2 separate regions of the Sus scrofa genome follow, and region 2 is linked to region 1. The links are chromatin contacts, called in public Hi-C maps. All regions are on one chromosome and are shown on one strand. The core of a region is the stretch at or near the end of the contact, and the rest is flanking DNA. Distances in the headings are between cores, read along the strand shown.

Region 1 (5,762 bases), core at 2,297-4,796:
CGGGGCCTCTAACGTGACCAGACCTTCACAACCCAGCGGCTTCCGCCGCAGGCGCAGCGTGTGGCCCGGGAGAGAAAGGGACACTCTGCAGCGCGTCTCAGACGCACCTCGCACCGGGCTGCACGTCCTACACTCTTAAATTCCTGACATCTGTGTGAGGGACCTGTTCCCATTGCTCAGACACAAAAAATGAGGCCCCAATGTGTTTCTCAAGCTTGGCCAATGCCAAGCCGCCTTGAGGGGCTCAGCCCTGCCACTGACTTCACAGCCATGTCCTGCGCCCGACCTCACGTCCCACTGGCCTCAGACGCTGGCCCGTGGGAATAAAGAGAACGCCGACGCCGCTCTCCAGCGCCAGTCTGGACTGGCCACAAGCAGTTTTCATCACAACACAGGATATTTCAGCGCTCGCAAAACCAAAGTCGTGAAAATATAGTTTTTAAGTTTAGGGTAACCATGCAACTCACACTTCCCAGACAGCCACAGCGGGGCCGTCGCCTCCAGCAGTGGCCCTCAGGAACCCGCGTGGGCGGACCCCCGCCGTCGCCCAGGCCCCACCAGCCGCACGTGTGGGCTGCAGGGGGCTCGGAAGGGGCCCCTCCACGCCGTCTGCACTCAGTGCCTCCTGTCTTGGGGTGCGTCCCTCAGCCCCAGGAGGGAAGCGGGCCGCACCTGGCTCTCGCTCACACCCACCCACCCAACAGAGCACTCTTCTCCGGACGGCTGGATACATGGGACGGTGACAGGGACCGGCAGAGCCTCTGAGCCGCGGGGCCCGGGCCCTCTCCGGCCAGCCCCTGGGGCTACGACCTCACGTCCTGTCCGGAGAAGGAAGCGGGGGGAAGGCAGTGCCCCCTGGGCGCTCGGCCAGCACCGCTGGGCCTTAGCCACTCCCAGGCTGATCTGCCGCCGGCTTTTGCAAGCGGGGAGCTTAGCTGGAGGCGCTTCAGGAGCAGACACAGCATCCACGTCCTCCGTGAAGACCCCCGTGCCCCCATCACGTCCGGGTGGAAACAGAGGAGGACCTGGCCGCCCTCTGCCTACCCCGACATCGGGCAAAGGCGGGGCGGGGCCCTCAGGGGAGCCCGCTGAGCTGGGGCCTCGCCCTCGGCCTCCCTGACCCGGCTGGGCACTGGGCCGCCTCCCTCCTGGTGCCACAGCCCCACGGGACCGCCTTCTCTGCACCCTGCCGCCCCCTCCGCTCACACCACACCCTGGCCGCGGGCAGCCCCGTCACCCGAGACACGCAGAACCCCAGCAGCCACACACTTACAGGACAGGGAGTGGGTGCCCTGGGGCAGGTACTCCAGCAGCAGGGAGCTGTCCTCCCCGAGCACGTCGGCCTTGAGGGACAGCAGGCTGTTCTTACTCCGGAGCGCTGCCCGCAGGTTGGCCACCGCGGTGGCCTGGGGCAGCACGTCGTCCTTCTCGGGGGTGAGGGGCGGGCCCAGGTAGCTGGCTTCTCCTCCCAGGAGACCCTCGTCCATGTGCGCGAAGAGCTCAGGCCTCTCCCCACGGCTGTCCGAGCTGCCGGCTTCCGCGACGGTCAGGTCCGCGTCTGGGGAGGGAAGCACACGTCAGAGCTCACGGGCCCGAGTTCAGCAGAAGCCGGGGCTGCGGCTTCCTGACCCCAGCTGCTGCGCGTCAGGCCCACCCCGTCCTGCCAGCCCCCGGCCAGGCCCCCGGACAGCAGTGACGTCACAGCCAAGGTGCAGCTCGGGGTCCCCGGGGCTGAGGTAGGAGGTGACGGTGCAGCTGCGTAGCGTCACCTCCCAAAGAAGGGGCGACACTCCACATGGAATAAAATACAAATATTTGCCAGCCGTACACCCGACAGGACATCCTGCCCGGAACACACGAAGGGCCCTCATAGCTGGACAAAAAGCCACAGACCCCAAAGGACTCGGACGATGTCTGTCCAGCCAGCCAAGGCGCGTGGCTCAATGGGGCTGGTCCCCAGGGAAGCCACGCCTGCGGCAGCGCTGGAGCAAAACCTCAGGGGGGCCTGAAAGGTTGGCAAGAGAGCATCCACGCGGCCCAGCTGTTCCACTGGCAGGACACCCAGGTCCACGCTCAGAGCGCCCGTCAGGTGTGGGGCCTGGGCGCCCCCCTCCTGGTGAAGGGGAAACACCGTGGGTCCATCCACGCAGTGGACACAATGGGCCGTAAAGAGAATGGACCCGAGCCCACGACACTGCGGACGCTGCAGATGCTGTGGGATATTCTGGCGAAACGCCCAGCAGAGGGGGGCTGGGGGAGACTGGGGGGACTGGGGGGGGCGGCTGGGGTTGAGGGGGATGCAGAGGTTGCTTCTTTTTTTATCTTTTTGCCTTTTCTTGAGCTGCTCCCGTGGCATATGGAGGTTCCCGGGCTAGGGGTCGAATCGGAGCTGTAGCCACCAGCCTACGCCAGAGCCACAGCAATGCGGGATCCGAGCTGCGTCTGTGACCTAGGCCACAGCTCACGGCAACGCCGGATTGTCCCACGGAGCGAGGCCAGGGACCGAACCCGCAACCTCATGGATACTGGTTGGGGTCCTGACCTGCTGAACCAAATTTTTAATTAAACTATACTAACAATTTAAGCTCAAAAGCATGGATGAGACGTCAAGATCAGCTGAAAGATACCCGCCACACACGCAGTGTGGCTTCTGAAGAAGGATGTGGGGGCCACAGACTAAGAACTGCCGTGAACCAGTCAGATGGTTTCCAGCTACAGAGAAACCGGGGTCCCTGGGGAGGCGCCAGTGAGAGTCAGCCGTGGACACAAAGTCACCAAGAGCCCGGAGGCTCCCGGGTCAACCACCCTGAAAACGCTAGTGGGTGAGCAAGCGGGTCCTCGGGGAGAGGGGACAGCAGGGAAACTGAAGTCGCACCTGGACAACTGCCACGGGAACACTCACGACTCGGAGGAGGTGCCACCGGCTCGCGCGTCCAAGCCGGGCGCCCGTGAGGCTGTCGAGACACCTGCGGTCGGCCAGCAGCTTCACCAGAGCCCTCGTGGGTTCCAGCGCGGCGAGCTGCAGCCCCAGGCTGTGCCTCCCCAGCCCCACGGTCTCTCCACGGGCACCCAGGCCCGAATGCAAGCCCAGTTCTGGGAACAGCACCGCGCCGTCTGCCGATGGAAGGATGACACCATTCAAATGAGACCACGAAGGAACTGGTCTGTCCTGAGGGCGACGAGGGGGGCGGGAGACCCGTGACCATCGCGCCATCGGCTCCACAGTGAGGCCGCCACCGTGTAGGGCGCCCCACGCTGGCCCCGCTGGTTCCTGCACCCCCTCTGGCACCTTCTCCCCAGAACGTATTGCTCCAGTGAGAACGTGAAGAAGTGCCCGGCAGGGAGGGCCCCGGGCCCCCAAGGCCCTGACCTCCCCCAGGGAAGGCGGGGAGCCTGGCCAGGAGCCGGGGTGGAGGCGGCGGAGGCGCCGGGAGAGCGAGAGCAGAGCCCCTCCCAGCTACCGCCTGACTTCAAAGAGAGGGATTCTAGATGCTGGTGTCAAAAACGAACTTCCACCAACAGAACAGGAAGTCGAAAGCAGTATTTACATCGCAACAAATCCTTTCGCAGATAAAGAGTCTGATGTTATGGAGAAACCACAGGACGTGCCCTTACTAGGCGTCTGCTATCGAGAAGCCAAAACCATCCCACGTACGCCAGCCGGAGTCGCAACCCACGCAGTCGTCCTACCCGTTAGCAGAAGCCACGGCACTTTTGCAACCTTCAGTGGCCTTTCCGGCTTAAGCTCAGGGCATTCAGTGCTACTTTCCGGTGGACCCCGGGGAGAGCCCGGAGCGGGGTGCCAGGCTCAGACCTGAGCCTCAGGCTTCCAGCGCAAGCCGCCCTGCCACCGCCCTGCCACCACGTGTGGCAGGATGACCCCAAGTCACTGCAGGAGGGACATTTCCTGAGCGAGGACCCCACCCACCCTACATCTCTCATGCAGCAGCTTTGCCTCTGAATTTGCGCCACACTTAAACTCAGTGACTTGGAGAAAAAGTTACATGGTGATGTTAAAACAATGACCAACCAGGGGCCAGAAGAGGGACGACAGCAGCTGATGTGGGGCTGCTGGACAGTGGGCCCCTCCAGCCGCCCGGCGACGTGGCCGGCACTGCTGGGGCTGGACGGGGGCCTGCCCGGGGCCACAGGAAGGCCGCTCAGGACTCGCTTGCCGGGCCGACCTCTTTGGAATAAACGAGGCAGCAGGGATGAAAAGCAGCAACATCTGGCTGTAAGGGGCCGAGTGCTACACCGTTGGACGGAACCGGGGCGGGGCCCTTCTTCCTCTAAGTGCTACGTTGTAACATTTTGAACACTGGCCTCACTTTTCTGCTTTTTTAACTGAAAAGCAGAAAAGAGATTATAATTAAAATAAGCAGACTTTCCAAACAATTAAACTCAGTGATGCAAGGTGAGTTGCAGAGTGGAATAAACAGATGATGGAAAAGGAAGGGGCTGTGGCAGCCACGAGAGCTGGGGACATGGCAGGGGCCACCCTCACTGAGGGGCCTGGGGACAGCCTGGGTGAAAGCCGACACTTGGTTTCTAAGACCTGCCCAAGTCCCCGCGCCTCATCCTCCTAAAGATGCTCTCAAGAGGCACCGAGATGTCCGCAGACTCCAGGGCCCCGCCCGCTCCGCCCGCCGTCTCGCGTCTCGCGTGCACGGAACAGGTGCTGCGCGTACAGGGATGTGCAAGCAGCAACACAGCGGAAGCTTCTGGACGAGGGAGAAGTGGAAACTGCGGATCGAGGCCGTCTTCCAGGAGACCCCACCCTCCCTGGTTAGAGCTCAAACCCAGCCTCAGTCCTCTCCCCACGGCCCACGGACAGAGCAAAGCAAAGTTCCCCAAACTGACTTTATGTGTCTCAAGTGTATTTATTATTTCTTACGGGTGTTGTGCTTCTTTATCCGAGTGAAAATCAGGTTTCCTCACTTTCTGTAACTATCAGCAAGGCTTCCCATCCTACAAGAAATTCTGTTTCATTAAAATTAGAGGAGTTCCCGGGTGGCGCAGTGAGTTAAACGCCTTGTCACTGCCCCGGCTCCTGTCACTGCCGTGGCGAGAGTTTGGTCTCTGGCCTGGGAGCTTCTGCATGCCGCAGGTGTGACCAAAAAATACACACACACACGCAGAGTCATCAGGGCCCCCAGCTGGGCACAGAGCGCTGGAACAGCCGGACGCCTCCCGGGAAAGGTGACTGAAGGCCGACCCCTCGCCTGCCACACACACAGATCCCTGCGTGCAAATTCAATCCTCCAGGGAACCACGGGAGAACCATCTTTGCGACTTTAGGCAAAGGTTCCTTGGACAAGACCCAAGTAGGACAAGCCCTAAAAGCAAAGAGTTCACAAACTGGACTTCATTTGGGGGGGAGGGCTGCTCCTATGGCATGTGGAAGGTCCCAGGCCAGGGATCGAACCTGTGCCACAGCAGTGACCCAAGCCTGACCCTTAACCCGCTGGGCCACCAGGGGAACTAACTATAGGAAATCATAAAAAAAAAGAAATTTTCTTTTTTCTTTTCTTTTTTTTTTTTTTCTGTTTTTTTAAGGGTCGTACCTGCCTGCGGCATATGGAGGTTCCCAGGCTCGGGGTCGAATGGGAGCTGTAGCCGCCTGCTTCCACCACAGCCACGGCAGTGCCGGATCCTCGACCCGCCCAGCGAGGCCAGGGATCGAACCCGCATCCTCATGGATCCGAGTCGGGTTCGTTACCGCTGAGCCACAATGGGAGCCCCCGTCAAAATTTTAAATGTGT
Region 2 (6,019 bases), core at 3,423-5,922, 51 kb after region 1:
CCTTCTCTTCCACGCTTGGTTGCGGGGGGGGTCCCCTGATCTAGAGTCACGCCAGAGCCTCATGAGCCCCCAGCCCCGACACAAGGGCGTAAGCAGAAGCCAGCTTCAGCCCACCCACCCAGGCCGGTGGGAGACCCACGCCCCAGGGAGGCTCAGCTGGGGGGTCCCGGGCACCCGCCCAGGCTGTCTCCCACTCTCTAGAGGAGGGGCTGAGGAGGCCCAGTTCCTGAGGACATCCCCCCCCACCCCCGCACCTCCTGCTTCTTTGCTCTGGCGGTGACTGCCTGGACCCAGGATGCTGCAGATGGGTGGGATGGGCTTCCCAGTAACGCCTGCCCTGCCCACAAAGATGAGCAGCTCCGGGGCAGGAGGAGGGGGACAGGGCGCTGCGGTGGGGACTCTAGGTCACTGTCCCCATCTCCAAGGCCTCTGTGGGGGCTGCCCCTTTGGAGACACCACCCACCTCTGTGCAGCCTCGCTACCACATGAAAAATGCTGATGGTTCCACGACTTGGAGGAACCGGAGGAACCGGGAGACCTGGGCCCACCCGGAGGTTCCCAGGAAAGGGCTCCAGCTCAGATCCTCCCTCCAGGCCGATCCCCCTTCCTGCCACCATCCCTGGGCTTCACGGTCCGGCCGAGGGTCCCCGTCCTTTCGTCCTTTCTCCCCTCCCCTCCCCAGAGGGGCTGCCTGAGGTCCAGGGCGGCTGCCCGCAGGTGAGGGGCCTCCGAGGCGCTGCGGGCCAAGAGCAGGCCTGGATTCCTGACAGCGGAATGGCTTCTGGAGCCTGGCCTGGTCAGCAGGTCAGGATCAGTCAACATTCATCCCGCTTCACACACACACACACACGCACACGCACACGCACACGCACACGGACCAAAACTGCGGAAACACCAAGCTGCCCAGCTTGCGGCAGAGACGAGCTCCCTCAGACTCACGGGCCAGCACAAGCTTTCGGAGCAGCCGTCCGGCTGCAGCTAGGGACTCTCAGAGGAACCTGGTGTGGAGGGAAAGCGCCTAAGGGGTTCTTGGACAAGGGTGTTTGCGGCGGCCGCGGCTGAAGGGAAAGATCTGGAAACGGGGATGTTCACCTGCAGAGGGCACGCCGGGCGCGGGTGAGGCTGCAGGGGTGGAAGGGGTAAGGCCTGCTCAGCTGGGCTCCCAGCCAGGCGTGACTATCCTGGGAGCAGGGCTGTGGCCTGCACAACGCCCAGGGCACCCTGCACCCACTAGAGTCTGCAAAATGGTACAGACTGGGCACCACCCAGAGGTGCTGAGCCCCAGGGATCTAACCCCCCTCAGACTGGCCTGTAGGGCTCCTGACCCCACCCCCAAGTTTCACCAAGGGGGCACAGAGGGAAGGGAGACAGAGACGGCCGGGCATGTGCCCGCCCACAAACCCCACCACCCGTGAGGGTGCCGGGTAACTGTGACTCCAGATGTTCAGCAGCTGTCTTGGCCATTTCCGCCCCTTCTTTGACCCCGCATCCGCCAGGAAGCGTCCCCTCCTGTCCTCAGGCTCCCAGCCACCCCCCACCCTCCCCGCACCCTATTTCCTGAGCAGAGGCGGTTGTGCAAACTCAGCTCCCCTCCCGTGGCGGCTGCAGCTTTCTCAAGGCTGGACACCCTCTGTCGGGGGTTCTGATCCCAGCCCCACCCCTCAGCCTCTGGGACTGGCTTTCTCACTCTCCCTCGGTTCCTTCTTCAAGGTTGGCAGCATACATGGGGCCTCCAGGGAGGCTGAGCAGAAGTGGGGGGTGGTGCTTGGCCTCAGTGGGGGAGGGTGGGAGGCCTGCAGAGCCAAGGCCAGAGGTCACAGAACCCAGCAGGCTCTGGGGTGGGATGCAAGGCTCTGAGGTCGGCCTGGTGGTCCCTGGGGGAGGCCTCCTCCCCCTGAGACCTGAAAACTGGGGACACGGCCCACCTTTACTGAGCACATGGGGGGCACAAGAGGTCACTGCTGCTGCAGCTGGTCCAGCCTGGGGGTTCTTCTGGAGAGGGGACAGCAGCAGGAGGGTGGCCTTCCTGTCACGTGCTTTCCTGTCTCGACAGAGCTGGTGGTTCTGGGGCACTCAGGCTCTGGGGGCTGGGGGCAGGGGCCAGGCCAGACTCAGGGTGAGGACTCCTGGGGGCTAGCGGCTCCAGCGTTCGGGCCTCTGCCCCTCAGAATCCGGTTCTTGCCCCCCGCCCAGCCCCAGCTTCCTGCTCTTCCGGGGGAGCCAAGGGCAGGGCCGGGGTGAAGGGAAGGCTCTATTTGCAAACACAAGCCTCAGAGCCAAGGGAGACGGGAGACAGCCCCCAGGCCCTCTTTCCCTGGGGCATCAAAGCAAAATGTGATGCGTCCAACATGCCAGGTGGACACACACACCCCCCCCCCCCGCGCGCGCCCCGTGTCTGCCTGGCCTCGGGCCGAGGATGCAATGAGGACCTCTGCTCTGCTGTTGGGGTCACTCCTGCTGTCTCACAAAACGAGCCTGGAGCCTCTGGGTCTGTACCCACCTTCCCTGGCCCAGATGAACAGCCTCCCTAAGGGAGTGAGGTTGTAAGGGAGTGAGCCCCGCCCCCAGGGCTCCATCTCCAGCCCTAACCTCAGGCCCAGGCTGGACATTTCAGGAAGACAAATCCTCACCAATCCGCATGGGCAGCTCTGCCCACTCTGATGCCAGGGGGGTTCCCTGTGGGCTCCCTCCTGGGGCAGCTTCCCCCTGCCCCTCATGCCACCCAGGACCCAGTAAAGAGGCGAGGTACTTGCAGCACAGTGGGAGCAGCCGCAGAGCCCTTTCCCAGGCGGCCAGTGGCTCCGCGACCCCCTCTTGGTCCTCAGGACTTGACCAATAATTGGGCAGCCAATCCAGGGGGAAGGCCTGGATTTCAGTGGCTGGAGGGAGTGGGTGCTGGGGGGAGAGTTGCCAGAGTTAGTAAAAAAACACGAGTTCCTGTCGGGGCGCAGTGGAAACGAATCTGACTGGCATCCATGAGGACGCAGGTTCCATCCCTGGCCTCGCTCAGTGGGTTAAGGGTCCGGTGTTGCTGTGAGCTGTGGTGTGGGTCACAGATGCAGCTCTGATCCGGTGTTGCTGTGGCTGCGGTGTAGGGCTACAACACTGATTCAACCCCTAGCCTGGGAACTTCCAAATGCCACAGGTGCGGCCCTAAAAAGACAAAAAGAAAAAAAAATCCTAAAAACAACAAAACGAAAAAAATCTCCCAACAAACCTACAAACAGGATATCCAGTTAGAGCTGAACTTCAGATAAGTAATATTTCAGCATGAGTGTGTCTCATGCAACACTTAGGACATACTTCCACTCAAGAAGTATTGGCTGTTTATTCGAAATTCAGATTTAACTGGCAGTTCTGGATCTTACCTGGGACTGGCGGAGGGGGATATTCCAGCCCTCAGCTCACTCACTCGGCCCATGGACCCCTCCCGCCCAGCAACCGCTGAGGCCAGCAACAGCTCTCCCCTCTGCTCCCCACGCCTGGTGGGGTTGACAGGGCCAGCAGAGTCCCCGACTCAGCTGAACAGGCAGGGTGCCTGGGCAGAGAGGACAGGCTGGGGCCTGGAGGCCCTCCCCAAGGGCTGGAGCCTCTGAGGCAGGCCTCGGGCTCCGGAGGTCTGCCTGGGTTGGCCAGGTCCAGGCAACTGCTCAGTGAGCCCCTAGAGCCCAGCTGGTCCAGGCTCCCTGCATGACTACCTGGCCCCCTCTGCCCTCAGGTGGGCTGGCTGGCCCGCTTAGGTCCTAGAAAAAAAGGGGAACCCACCAGAACCCTCCAGAAAAGAGGAAGGCACAACTTGCAGGGCGGTTTGAGGGGGCCGAAAATGAGGAACACTGGCCAGGCAGGACCCACCTGGAGAAGGTCACCGCCTCTGCTGGCGCGGTAGAAAGAGGACCCAGGGCAGGCGGGGGGGTTTCCAGCCTGCTCGCACCCCTTTCCTGGGAAGGAAGGTGCGGAGGGCAGGGCACAGACAGAGAGCAAACACTGCCTTCCTGCTCCAGCGCAGCCCCCTCCCAGCCTCTGCTGCTCTCTGTGGGATTTCTTGGGCTGCTCCCTGGTACCAGGGAGGCTGGGCAGGGGACCCCTCCTAGCAGCCTCCTCCAGGACCACCCCCCAGCCTCTGCAGACTCTCACACAGCCTGATCCCCAAGGCTGCTTCCTCCTGCCTCTGCTCCATCGCCCACCAGCTTGCTACCTGGGGCAGGAGCAGGGGGCAAGCTGGTTCAGGGTGTATCTTTCCCAGTGAGAGCCAGGCCTCCACCCAGGAAGCGGTCAGGGTGTTGATTTCCGGCCTGTCTGTCCACCTACAGTTCAAGGAGGAGGCTGTTGGAGGCCGCTCCGGTGTAGGTGGGAGGCTGGGCAGCTGGGGAAGCGGGGCCTGGGGCCTGGGGCCTGGGGCCTGGCCCCGGGCCCCACGTTATGTCCTGGGGGCGGGGCCGGGCCGGGCGTCCTCCGCCCTAGGGACCCTTTGTGTGCTCAGCGCAGGGTGGCTCCTCCTCCGCAGCCACAGTGACTCACAAAGCCGGCACGCGCCGGGCAGATGCCGCCTCTCCTGGACCCTGGAAGGCCCAGGTCACAAAGGCCACGAGGGCCAAGCCCTGAGGAGGCATGTCCCGCGGCAGCCCTGCGCGCGCTCGCCCCTGCCGCCGCCCTCCAGGCCGGGCCGGGGCCTCCCGCCGTGAGCCCGGCCGGGCCGCAGGGCGTTAGGGCCCAGGTGGCGCCCGGTGGCCTCGACGCCCATGTGCGTCGTTTGCTTCGTGAAGGCGCTGGTGCACGTGTTCAAAATCTACCTGACCGCCAACTACACCTACAACTTCCGCGACTGGCCGGTGGACTTCCGCTGGGACGACGTGTGCGCCGCCGCCGGGGGTGGCAGCGGTCACGGCGCGCTGACGTGCGCGGCGGCCGCGGCGGGCGTGTGGCTCCTGCGTGGCGCGGCGCTGGGCGGGGATGCGCCCGGGCGACCGTCGCGCGGGGCGCGCAGCCAGGCGCAATGCCTCCTGCAGCAGATCCGCGAGCTGCCCGGCCAGCTGGCCAGCTACGCGCTGGCCCACTCGCTGGGCCGCTGGCTCGTGTACCCCGGCTCCATGTTCCTGATGACACGCGCGCTGCTGCCGCTGCTGCAGCAGGGCCAGGAGCGCCTGGTGGAGCGCTACGGCGGCCGGCGCGCCAAGCTGGTGGCCTGCGATGGCAACGAGATCGACACGATGTTCATGGACCGCCGCCAATGTCCGGGCGGCCAGGGCCGCGGCCTGCGCCTCGTCATCTGCTGCGAAGGCAACGCAGGCTTCTACGAGATGGGCTGCCTCGCGGCACCGCTGGAGGCCGGCTACTCGGTGCTGGGCTGGAACCACCCGGGCTTCGGGGGCAGCACGGGCGCGCCGTTCCCTCAGCATGATGCTAACGCCATGGACGTGGTGGTCAAGTACGCGCTGCACCGCCTGCACTTCCCACCCGCGCACGTGGTGGTCTATGGCTGGTCTATCGGCGGCTTCACAGCCACCTGGGCCACGATGACGTACCCGGAGCTGGGCGCGCTGGTGCTGGACGCCACCTTCGACGACCTCGTGCCACTGGCGCTGAAGGTCATGCCGCACTGCTGGAAGGGGCTGGTGGTGCGCACCGTGCGCGAGCACTTCAACCTCAACGTGGCGGAGCAGCTGTGTCGCTACCCCGGGCCGGTGCTGCTGCTCCGGCGCACGCAGGACGACGTGGTCAGCACCTCGGGCCACCTGCGCCCCCTGCCGTCCGGCGACGTGGAGGGCAACCGCGGCAACGAGCTGCTCCTGCGTCTGCTGCAGCACCGCTACCCCGCCGTGATGGCGCGCGAGGGCCGCGCCGTCGTGACCCGCTGGCTGCGTGCCAGCAGCCTGGCGCAGGAGGCCGCCTTCTACACGCGCCACCACGTGGATGACGAGTGGTGCCTGGCCCTGCTGCGCTCCTACCGCACGCGCTGCCAGGACCGGCAGGAGGACGAGGAGGCCTGGGGGCCCCACGGGCTCGCCTTCCCCTGGCTGGT

Evidence for each region. Hi-C and Micro-C count contacts between places; a contact is called where the count stands out from the background.
Region 2: a contact with region 1 is called in a Hi-C map of retroperitoneal adipose tissue, with 2.2 times the contacts expected there. The contact joins the promoter of ABHD16B here to the enhancer-like site in region 1. A contact is called at or near these places in 1 of 5 promoter capture datasets (liver), 14 of 47 Hi-C or Micro-C datasets (alveolar macrophages, blood, embryonic fibroblasts and 10 more) and 2 of 2 datasets of contacts at active chromatin or transcription factors (alveolar macrophages and skeletal muscle).

What each region holds. Positions count from the first base shown.
Region 1 is chr17:62,675,840-62,681,601 of Sscrofa11.1, forward strand. ZBTB46 (zinc finger and BTB domain-containing protein 46) reads right to left here. Exons shown (of 5, transcript XM_021077467.1): 3 at 1,274-1,558. Among named protein-coding and RNA genes, the nearest start is that of SLC2A4RG, 23 kb to the left of the region's middle. Within about 2 kb of position 3,547, at least 11 of the 83 cell types and tissues checked have an H3K27ac peak or open chromatin away from gene starts, as enhancers often do. A contact at or near this core is called in omental adipose tissue and retroperitoneal adipose tissue, where this site is marked.
Region 2 is chr17:62,725,323-62,731,341 of Sscrofa11.1, forward strand. It overlaps ABHD16B (protein ABHD16B), which reads left to right and starts at 4,673. Exons shown (of 1, transcript XM_021078034.1): 1 at 4,673-6,019. The coding sequence starts at 4,740.